Linked DNA regions of Sus scrofa: region 2 is linked to region 1. A link is a contact called in public HiChIP or PLAC-seq data. All regions are on one chromosome and are shown on one strand. Each heading gives the region's core, a stretch centred on a gene start, on an enhancer-like site or on the middle of the called end of the contact. The rest is flanking DNA. Distances are from core to core; before and after follow the strand shown.

Region 1 (6,126 bases), core at 1,231-3,730:
AAAAAAAAAAAAAAAAGAACTCAGGAGTGAACTTTTAATAACATTCTCTCAAGCCAGAATGGACGACAAAGGTTTTTCCAGCTATATATGGAAACATGTCCTGGCTAAGCTAAGTACCTAAAGGAGACTCTCCAGTTCTTCTCTGACGTATGAATAATGATTTGAACAACAAATTCCAAGCTCAGAACACTTTTCCCAGAGAAGAAAAAAAGATAGTCATCCAAATGGGTGCATAACTTCTGGAATAGAAGCAACGGGAAACTGCCACATTTACCTGTGAAGATTAAATCTGTCACAAGAGAAATAGCAAAAGTCTCATGTTTGGCCTTTTTTTAAGTGAAGATACTCTTCTATAATTTTAGAGACTTTCAAATGATCGCTGTCTTCACTCCTGAAACAAAGAGGTCAAGTATTATCCATACTGAGGGAGTTCCTGTTGTGGCTCAGCAGAAATGAATCTGACTAGTATCCGTGAGGATGCAGGTTCAATCCCTGGCCTTGCTCAGTAGGTTAAGGATCTGGCGTTGCCGAGGGCTGTGGTGGCTACAGCTCCACTTTGACCCCCCAGCCTGAGAACCTCCATATGCTGCAGATGCAGCCCTAAAAAGACCAAAAAAAAAAAAAAAAAAAAAAAAAAAAGATTATCCACATTGGGATAAACTCTTAAGATAATTATAAGTGATCTTTCATTTAACAAAGTGTAATGTATGTTATTTAAATTGTCTATATTTAAATCTGAGTTTTAAAAATAGAATATATTTTTTTAAAAAAATCTACTTCAGAGAATATTACCTCTTTTATACTGTGAAGATATAGAGAGAGGTTTTTTTTTAAAAAGTTATATTTAATGTCATTAGATAATGACATGATCTGAAATGCTTACTCCCTTAATCAAGTTTAAGCGATTCACCATTTATGTCTTAGATACCTTAGTAAGCAGATACCTTAGAAAGAATGAGTACTGCAAGCATGTTAAATGAGGAAATGGTAACTTTGATCCCAAGAAAGAAAAACATTTGAGAATAAATTTCTTTCGAGGCATGGAAGAGAAAGTGGACTTGTTATGAATGCTCCAAAGGCAGATAAAGAATCACAGATTCAGGGTCAATATAAGGAAGAACTTTTGAACTATTTCAGCTGTTCCAAGATAGAATGAGTAATTCATTCTTACTGCTAGAAATATTTAAGCAAAAGTTAAAAAGCATCTGGCAGGGATTCTTTAATATATTTTGCAATAAAGAAAAAACTCATCTTCCATTTTTGGCCAGCTCTAATATTTAAGATGTTGTTTCTTATCTTCAAATGGATTGCTCAAATTCTAAGTCCAAAACTGGACCACATTTTCTCTCCCGAACATCATGCCTATTTTTACTATCTCAGTAAATGAGACCACCATCCATCCATTGAACAAGCCCAAAACCTAGACAACATCTTATACACATTCCTCTTCCTCATCCCAAATGTGTGGCCACTCCCCAAGTCCTATCCATTCTCCCTTTCAAACATCTCATATCAGGTAATAGGTTAAAAAAAAAAGACAACCTCTTATACTAGAGCAGTGGCTCTCAACCTTATTTGCTCAATAAATTCATCTGGAGAGCTTTTTAAAATGTAGTATGATTTTAATGTAGCCAGATTAATCCCAGGCCAAGTAAATTATTATCTCTGTGGAACAGACTAGACAGTACTTTTTAAAGCTCTCAGGTGATTCCAACGTGCAGCCATCACTGAGAACCGTTGAAAGAGAATCAAGCAAAGAAGATAGGAAGGTATTGAAGTATCAAAATAAGAAATTATGGACTAGGGCAGGTGTGGTTGAGTTGGAAATTTGAAAAATATTTTGAGGCAACTGAGAGAGATATTGGAGCATGGTACCAACCTTCCTAGCAAAACTCCAGTTCTTTTCATCCCAGTTATGGCCAGAGATTGTAACCTACCAAACAGTCACTACCAATCACAGAAGGGACCAGGTGAGATTTGTAGATGGATCAGCTCAAACTTTTTACTATCCCTGGGGAACAACCTACAGTGAGCCAGGTGAATTATCTACAGAAGTAAGAAAAAAACTGGAGCATTTGTAAATAGACTACAAAGTGATTTTCCTACAGAGTCACCAAAAGCATGCCCTAAAAATTAGATTCTAAAAATGTTTGGGGTACCTAAAAGCAAGGAAATGTATTTATCTAAATGATAGTCTAATATCTCATATTCACATACCTAATATTCATAAATATTAGCATTAGTTATGTTTTTGATTGTTGACAAAAATATTCTGCTTGAGATTGACCTTATCTGTTTATTATATGCTAGAAACAAACATTTTCTTAAAAGAATTTCTCCAATTAATATAACTTGGAAAAGTATGGTACTGTCACATACATTTAGGTCAAAGATAAAATCACCGTCAGACAAACAGACATTGCCAATCCTAGAAACAGCCCTGATTTACCACAGTAATTTCCTCAGGAAGGGAGTGGCAGTAAAAAAGCCACTGAACTCCTACACTTTTCTGACAGCCCATGATGTCCTCGGCTCTGGCGCAAGAAACCCAAGAATAGGGATGAGGTGCATTAAAGTCAGGTAGTGTGGGCACTCGACTCTGGCTTCCCAGTCCCTCCCAACATATTGCCAAGAACAAACAAAAAAGAGAAAACTGCAAATAGTCACGAAGCAAAATGTGGCCACCTTCTCCTAAACTTTTTTTCTTTTTTTTTTTTTTTTTTTTTGTCTTTTTGCCTTTTCTAGGGGTGCTCCCACAGCATATGGAGATTCCCAGGCTAGGAGTCTAATCAGAGCCCTAGCCACCAGCCTACATCAGAGCCACAGCAACGCAGGATCTGAGCCGCGTCTGCAATCTACACCACAAATCACGGCAACACTGGATCCTTAACCCACTGAGCAAGGCCAGGGATCGAACCCACAACCTCATGATTCCTAGTCAGATTCATTAACCACTGTGCCACGACAGGAACTCCTCTCCTAAACTTTCTAATACTGCTAGGGAAATGAAATAGAAGCTTCTGAAAATAACTTTTTAAACCCTACAAAAGGAATAGAAATACATGGGATGAAACCATGAAGGGAAGGAAATAAAGAGCTCCAAATTCAAGCAGGTGAACTCTTGTGTGGAAAGAAAAAGGGAAGGGACTGGAAAGGGGCACACACAGAGCATCGAAGGAAATGATAACGTTATCTTTCTTAAACGGACTTCTCGAGGCTACAGAGAATAACAAGTCTTTGTTATCCTTTATACCTTCTACATATCTAGTGAACATCCTTTTGTAGTTATCTAAAAATTAAAAATGTTAATGGAGTAGAAAGGAAGATATTTAGATGTTGTTCCAAGCCTGGTTCTGTGTAACCTTTATCCAGACACTTTATGGGATTTAATAAAATACAGACATTGGACTAGAGCAAGAATCACCAAACCATGGCTCACCAACTGCTTTTTTAAAGATTTATTGAAACATAACCAAACCCATTTGTTTGCATACTGTCCATGGTTGCTTGTGCATTAAAATGGTAGCTAGCCTTAAGTACTTGCAGTAAAGACCATATGACCTACAAATCATAACATACATGCCATCTAGTCATTTAAGAAAAGACTCCCAACCCTGAGCTAGAGAATTCCTAGAACTTCTCCTAACAAAGGCTGATAAAGAAATATATATATATATATATATATATATATATATATATATATATATATATATATATATATATATATCTCGAAACATGCTAACCAGTTGGTCCACTAATGGACCCAAATTTCTTTTTGGTATTTTCCATAAATATTTGTTTAGGCTAACTGCCCCACAACCTGTGAAATCTCATGAACCATGTCAACAGATTTTAGATATGAATTTTGTGCAGCATGTAGCTTCTTCTAGATCAACAGGAATACAAGTGCAGAATCAGCAGTCTCCTGCCCAGGATGCTGAGGTCTGCCTCTGAAACTAAATCTTATAACTGAAATCCAGACTGGGAAATATCAGAACCTCAAACACCCACCTATAAAGGATCTCAACTCACTTAGAATTAGAGTTTTTTTTCCCAGTACTTGATCTACCGTTTCCCCATATGCTGGCCAAGGATTATCTCGAAATTTTCAGTCTCTTAACACACATATGTGTGCACATGGAAAAGCCTGGCACTTGCCATTTTTAAATGCCAAGAATGGCGAGTCCGTCCTGCTCTTCCTTCCAGTAAGTTCATTTTTATATCTGTGCAAATAACCCTTTAGCCCACAAAACTATTGGGAAGCTGTCTCTGTCAGACTTTTAAACATAGGGATTAATTGTCTACTGCAACTCCTCCTCTATAACTTAACTTCTTGTTCTCCTCTAAGCCCTTGTGTGATGCCAGTGATGCAGTACTGCATTCATACTTGAGACATTGCTGCCAACCCCAAACTTGGAATTCCTGATGTTACTACCACATCCTTGGATGATCAAGTGGCATGGATGACCAGAAGCCATTTTGAATGTCTTAACTTCAAATTGTGCAAAACCCATGAAATTAACCAAAACTAAAATACTCTTTAGAACTATCCATTTCAGAGTCTACAGAGCTCTAAGAGCAGCAGACCCAGAGTTCTCTTCCCGGCTATACCAGTATAGCTGGATACCTGGCCCACAAAAAAACAGTGTGGCAGTAAAGAAAAGGGCCTACACAGGAACCCGAGTGGTCTCCTCGATCACAGCCAGACATTATCCTTGTTTTAACACATAATGCTTCTGTAGTGGTTTTTCAGTTGAAAGGAAAAAAATTTTTTCTCCTCTAAATAGACAATGTTTATAAGGGATCAACTGATTTCTTTTCAAGCCGGCATTATTTTGTTCACAGATCAAAGTTACTTATTTGATGAGAAAGGCTTAACTTAGAAAATTAATTTTGGTATGTAGCCTTTTGGGGAATTTTGACTTTTACAACGGAAAAAAATGCTTGGGGTTGAAATCATAGGACATGGATTCTAGTTTTCTGTATCCAGCTGTCACCCTGGACAAGGCATAACCTCTCAAGACATATGTCTCTGAAGTAAAGTTCTTGGAATAAATGGATCTCAAGATAACTTCAATCCCCCTCCTTCACAACAGATGACCTTGCCCCCTAATCTAATGCGTTTAAAGCTATGAAATGATCTCCTCTACCCCGACACCTCAAACTACACTGAAGATTCACCCTGTAGGTCTTTGTTTCTCTCTCTAAATTGGAAGTATTCTTCCTTCTTATCCCAGGTAGATTTTCCACCCTAGTTCTCTGCTTTATCCCCTTCTGCCTCTTCTGGAACATTGCTCTTGCCTTAACTTGACCCATAGTTTTCCACCTCCATGCCTCTGCTCATATGGACTGCCATTCCATTCATCAGAAAATCGTATTCAGGATCCACCACAAACACCACTTCCTCCCTCTTACCTGCTCTGAATCTTGGCTAGGAGCAATCCCTTTGTCTTGTGCACCTCATCAGCTTTTATTTCATTCATTTGTTATAGTGCTCACCCGTACTAAAGTGATTGTATACTTGCCCTATCTTTCTGCTGATTATAAACTCATTTCCTACTCAACTTTGTATACTTTATAATGTCTCACACACAATAAGCATTCAATCTGTACTGAGTAGTGATAAATAAAATAGATTGAGTCTCCTCATATACTGAGTCCATATTCTGATTCGTAAAAGCTTAACATCTATTGGCTGTAACTCCTACCATGAAAGGGGGTACATTTTAGAAAAAATGTATTTTTATTACTGAGCAGCTTTCCTGCTAGTCACAGATTCAATCCCCCAAAACATCACTTCTCAGTGTAGACGTACCTAATCCACTTTTCTGTTACTATAGTTTAAAGACTTTTTTTCAAAATCCCAGCTGGTAAAATTGAATGACAGACAGGTTGACAGTGGGAGGCTAAAAAAAATAATGTTTACAATCTTTGGAGAAAAAAAATCACAATAGGTGTGGATACTTGGGGGTGAAGACAGGATATTCCCTTTGACCAACCTTCTCAAGCAAGAGAAAAGTCCTTAAGTTTTACTGGTTATCGGAAATTAAGCTTTTTTATTTGAAAAAAAATGTTATCTATGGCAACCTTTTCACTTTGTAAGCAACCAATAAATATTAGTTGAGT
Region 2 (6,126 bases), core at 2,494-4,993, 220 kb before region 1:
TGGCCTCACTCAACAGGTTAAGGACCAGGCATTGCCACAAGCTGTGGTGTAGGTCACAGATTAGGCTTGGATCCCGCATCGACCAGCACCTGCAGCTCCAATTTGACCCCTAGCCTGGGAACTTCCATAAGCTGCAGGTGCGGCCCTAAAAAGAAAAAAAAAAAAAAACAACTTAAATTTAAATTTTAAAAAATGCCTTGAGATATTTCATTCCTTAAAATCTGTACAGGCACTTGTCAGTTCTATCTTACATCATAATAGCTAAATCCTTCAAACAACAGCCTCTCAGTATATGGGGTCAATAAGTAGGGCTAATATTGTTGGTAAAGTAATCAACTTACCCTTGACTACTTTGATCATGGATTGGGATTTTAGAAGTAGATTTGGAAGCTGTATAGGCGAAAAGAGGCTGAGCCTGATGAGGTGAAGTGACTGACCCAAGGTCACGGCTCATGAATGACTGAGCTGGGACTAAAGTCCAGGGCTTCTCCCTCTTGATTCAGTGCCCTTGCCTACATACCACATTTATATTTTAGCCTCAGACTGAAGAATGAAAACTTTTTCAGAAAAAGATGAACTTTCTAGGGGGAAGACATTCACTGCACTAGCAGAAGTTGAGGAGGTGGGTCTTAATGTTATAGACATAAGGAGTTCCCGCTGGACCTTAGAGAATGAAGTCACATTCACTTCAAAAAATGCAGTTCTTAAGTACGACTAATAATAGTACAACATATAAAGTGCTTGCTCTCTGCAGGCATTCTTCTTCATGCATCACACACATTCATTATTCGACTGTCAACATTTCCATGAAATAGGCACTTTCCTTATTTTAAGTTTACAAAGAAAAAACTGAGAACTAGAATGACCCCGTTTCCCAGAATCACTCAGCTGCTAAGGGGGAGATCTGGGGCTGAAATAAAGTCCATCAGCTGGCTCCAGTGTCTGTAGTATTAACCACTACATGATATGGCATCTCTTCAAGGCAATTACACACTCTCTATAAAGCACACTAAAGCCTCCTACTCATTGTTACCCATGGAAACAACACAGATAAAAAGAAAATCATTGCCCAGGTGGCACAGTCTCAGAGATGGGGTCAGAGATAAGATGCACCAAGCAAGATACACTGGCAGGGACAAAAGTCAGAGTATCTTAGTTCTGTTTTAGCTTCAACAATTTCTTCCTGGGCCATTTTCTCTGCTGTAAAAATGATGAAAATATTCTTTGCTTTCCTCATGCTTTTATTTAATTTATTTATATATTTTTGTCTTTTTGCCATTTCTTGGGCCACTCCCGCGGCATATGGAGGTTCCCAGGCTAGGGGTCTAATTGGAGCTGTAGCCGCCGGCCTACACCACAGCCACAGGAACGCGGGATCCGAGCCTCGTCTGCGACCTACACCACAGCTCATGGCAACGCCGGATCCTTAACCCACTGAGCAAGGGCAGGGATTGAACCCACAACCTCATGGTTCCTAGTCAGATTCGTTAACCACTGAGCCACGATGGGAACTCCTCCTCATGCTTTTAAAGATTGAAGAAAATATGTTGAAAAGCTGTTTGTGATTTAAATAATCACAAGTAAACTATGCAATAAGGTGATATGAAAAGCAATTAACATAGTCTATTACTAAAATAAATATCTTGATTCTGCACATATTTTTAATGTACATTTCACTATTTTAAAATGTATCTACAAGTACAGTATCGCTACTACTTTTACAAATGTAAAGATTCCTTAAAAACAAACTGTATTAATAAACAGATAATAGCCACACTCATTTTCAGAGTATTACTTTTAAGTGCTCCCTTTTCTTGTATTGTTGAAATTTTCATTGAGCATTTTAAAAGCATAACAAAAGCAAAATCGGCATCTTCCCTATTGCAAGAGCAGTGAAACATGCAAAAATATCAAGCTTGATAATTCTAATGCATAATGCTCTCATGCCCCTTTTTCTGCAGCAGGTTATGAAACATATGTAATTAATCAGCCAGAATGTCATCTCATTGGTTCTGAGAAGTGGCATCCAGGCCTAAATGCCAGACTGTGTCAGTTTGGGTAAATAGAAGTCAGTTTCTCTATAAAACAAAGACCAATTGGAGAAGACAGTTTGTGCAGAAATACATCATCTCCTGATCACCAGGAGACAACACGCCCTAGCCGCACGACACAGGCAGAAAAACACTGGAAGAGAAATTAAACTATTAACTAATGGAAGAAAAAATGAAAGACTAAATTATGAAGAGTTTACATTGAAACGTTGATGTAAAAGTGTTTTCTATTTTTTTTAAAGAAGGAGGCATAGAGGTCATCTTTCTGTTTTGTGATTCAACTCCTCGAGTCCTCCTGATTAAGACAGCAAAATGAGAAAAGACTCATTCTCGGAAAAAATAGTGAAGAAGGTGAATTTTTATTTATTAACAACCCCCAACCTGGCATTCCTTTTCAGTGCTGACTTTTCCCCACTACATATGAGTGATGTCCCCTGGCCAGCTAGCATTCCTCTCTCTTCTCCATTGCGCTGCCGCTCAAACATCTCCTAACTAGGCAGCTTCTACCGCATTTCCTCCCTCAAAACAGCTCTGTCCTGTGTTTTATTTCCCACAAGACACATTAGGTACTCAGATCAGCTAAGTGGCTTAAAGGCAATGGTGTGTAGTATGTATTTAAGGAGCACTGGAACAGGGCATTTCTAAAGAATATGCTCAGAAATTCTCCTCAAACAGAGGTCTTGGGGAGAAGCAGAAAGGAGAAAAGCCCAGGAGAATTCATTTTACTTGCTGGTGTATAAATTGAAAGAACTCATGGTAAAATACACCTGGGACTCTAATGGCCTGGAATGTAAAATTAATGGACAATTTGACCATTGAACACTCATCTTGAAAGAAATTTCAAGTTGTTGCCAACACTTCAATGTACTAGCAGTCTCATGGGAATTTTTAGTTTCTCTCCTCTGGTACTAGAGATGCTTCAGGGAAAAAAAAAAAAAAAAAAGTGAAGGACTGCTTTAACCCAAAGAAAAGTAAGAGTATAGCAGGCATCTCAGGCAGACTGATGCTGAAGGGACAACAGGACTACCAAAGTTCCAAGAGCAATGATCACCAGTTCAGTCTCCACAGTTATTTGGCTTCCAATGTTAAGAGTCCACAGAAATGTAAAAACAGTTAAAGAGTAACTCCTGGATTCATAGAAAGCCATAGATCTATCACTACAGAGATTTTGAACCTAAAAATCATTGATGATTAATGAATTTTTAAAAAAAGAGACACTAAGCATTCATAACCACATTCTTCCAAAATCAAGTTGCAATTAAAATACATTCTCTAGAAATCGAGAAATATTTTATGCAATTTAGATTATAAATGGGACTGCTATACAATACCACAATTTTTATTGATACTAATAAATTATTACTGACAATAGAATGCTATCACAACACTAAACAGAAACTAACATTTATTGAACACTTATATACTAAGTATAAGCCAGTTTGCACCATAATTCATAACCATAAAAGGGGCTAGAGTTCTAAATGTGAGTGATCTATTAGTCAGGTATTTCTAAGTTACTTATTAACAATATATTTTATAATCTATCGAAAGACATTTAGAATTTCTGTTATTCCTGTTCTTACTAAGAAGTAGTTTCCCCTATTGTTTGAAAATAGCTTGGGCTACAGTCTGGCAGAGTAAGTTACCAAAGACATCCATGGCTTCCACTTTTTCCCATGAACTGTGCTAGCCCTTGCGATACCAGTGTGTGGAAGAGCAGGAGAACAACATAACTAGTGTCTTTGTCATGCGTGAAGGAAGTGTGTGGGTTGTCTCAGAGCACACCACAAATATTTAAAGCAGTTAATTCAAACTCTGGGAATGGAAAGGCCCTCGTGTATACACAGCTACACACATAAACAAATGTAGCTCTCTCTCCAAGCAGGCATGTGTGGATATTTTTCACCACATGCTCAATGACAGGCTGATTCCCCTGAAATTCTTTCCATGTGAGTGACCACAGTCACAGCTAGAGTCACTCCTGGATAATACTGCAGCAAAAGTCAGCCACAGACAGCATGGTGGTATTAGTTCCTCGTTATTTGTCCCAGCTGCCATTTGTTGGACAAGACCATACTGTGGTGGGCTGTGCACTACTATCATCTCTCCTTTTTTTTAAAGATTCAATACTTTTTTTTTTGACATACAGCTGATTTATAATGTTTTAGGTGTACAGCAAAGTGATTAAGTTTTATATATATATTATATAAAATATATATATATTCTTTTACAGATTCCTTTCTATTATAGGTTATTATAAGATATTGAATATAGTTCCCTGTGCTATACAGTAGGTCCTTGTTGTTTATCTATTTTATATATAATAGTGTATATATGGTAATCCCAAATTCCTAATTTATCTCTATCCCCTCTTCCCCCTTTGCTAACTGTAAGTTTGTTTTATTTCTTTTTTTTTTTCTTCCAATCTTTTTAGGGCCTTACCCGCAGCATAATGGAGGTTCCCAGGGTAGGGGTCCAATCAGAGCTGAAGCCACAGCCACAGCAATGCGGGATCCGAGCTGCATCTACCACCTACACCACAGCTCACGGCAATGGCCTTAACCCACCGAGCAAGGCCAGGGATCAAACCCACATCCTCATGGATACTAGTCAGGTAACCACTGAGCCATGATGGGAACTCCTGTAAGTTTGTTTCCTTCACTTATGAGTCTATTTCTGATTTGTAAATAAGTTCATTTGTATCTTTTGTAGACTATTACCATTTTAACAATTCAAAAAGCATGCTTTGGGGGAATCTCTGAATTATCTAAGGAGGTTAAATGTTTTGCTCTGAAGACGTAGAAGCAACCATTACAATATATTTCATATCAAAAATTAAAGTAGAAAACAAAAAATATATTGATGTTGTGACAGGTATGTTTCTCTTGATATACATTGCTAGAATGTTGGGTAAAACTATGCAAAGATGACCTTGGATTCTTGTTGTCCAAAATGAAAGCCTGGCCATGTAGGGAAGGTACATATGTTAGCAAGAGTCACAGGCACAAAGATGTTGCCATCAGGGGAAATATGTACAAAATATAAAATAATTGCACAAAAACAGAAGTTTTCATGCATTACATTATCAACACTCAGATTTATTATTTTCAACAGCTTGACAACCAAATCTTTCAATTGCCACTTAAGAAGTTGAATTTTTACTCTATGAACATTCAAGAAATATGGATGAATAGTAGCGTACTTCTGGTCTAAGAGTATTGACTTAATGGAGACTTTAATGTTAGTTTTCTGAAATTCTAAACTCATAACAAATGAAAAAAAAACTGATTTTCAAATCTTTATCTCATAATACAATTAACCATTTTATTTTCATAGGAACTAAAAGTGAATTACATTGGGCATGTTTACCTGAGCCATTAGATTTTACCATTTTTATAAAGTTTAGTTTTTTAAATTAGTTTTATAACTGATACATAAACTCCAATTGGTCATAAACTCCAATTAATCAAATCTCTCTGAAGATTATGCAAACAGAACATTAGCGATTTTTATTTTTGTTTTTTGGCTGCGCTCACAGCATGAGGAAGTTCTGGGTCCAGGGAGTGAACCTGACCCGAGCCACAGCAGTGACAAAGCCAGATCCTTAACCCACCGAGCCACCAGGGAACTCTAGAACATAAGTGTTTTTAATAACTGAGAATCTAGTTTTGAGGGAATAATAATTTATAAAATATAGAAGGTATTTCAAATAAATTTTAAGAATAATTCAATAACACTGAGACCACACAACATTACAGAATAAAACAGAATGACATGTTTAATAAGTACAACCATACAAAAGCCTCTACAAATATGAAGGCATACTCTATTAAAATTCAATATAATGAAAATTATGTTTGAAAGTTAAATTTGGAACCATATGGTCTAAGACCTGGCAAATAATATCTTCTTTTTCCACAAGTCTTTCTCAAATAAGATCCTGCTTTGTTATAATATCTTTCTCATCAGGATCTTTTTATAGTCTTTTTTAAAAATTAAAGTATCATTGATTACAATGTTGTGAAATTTCTGCTGTACAGCAAAGTGACCTAGTCATGTATATATATATATATAT

The links. HiChIP or PLAC-seq counts read pairs in DNA pulled down with a chosen protein or histone mark.
Region 2: a contact with region 1 is called in an H3K27ac HiChIP or PLAC-seq map of alveolar macrophages. The contact joins two enhancer-like sites. A contact is called at or near these places in 2 of 2 datasets of contacts at active chromatin or transcription factors (alveolar macrophages and skeletal muscle).

The regions. Positions count from the first base shown.
Region 1 is chr15:101,721,270-101,727,395 of Sscrofa11.1, reverse strand. The region is part of intron 1 of PLCL1 (inactive phospholipase C-like protein 1); the gene reads right to left. Among named protein-coding and RNA genes, the nearest start is that of PLCL1, 100 kb to the right of the region's middle. Within about 2 kb of position 2,480, at least 1 of the 83 cell types and tissues checked has an H3K27ac peak or open chromatin away from gene starts, as enhancers often do. A contact at or near this core is called in alveolar macrophages, where this site is marked.
Region 2 is chr15:101,942,063-101,948,188 of Sscrofa11.1, reverse strand. The region is part of intron 5 of PLCL1 (inactive phospholipase C-like protein 1); the gene reads right to left. Among named protein-coding and RNA genes, the nearest start is that of PLCL1, 320 kb to the right of the region's middle. Within about 2 kb of position 3,743, at least 4 of the 83 cell types and tissues checked have an H3K27ac peak or open chromatin away from gene starts, as enhancers often do. A contact at or near this core is called in alveolar macrophages, where this site is marked.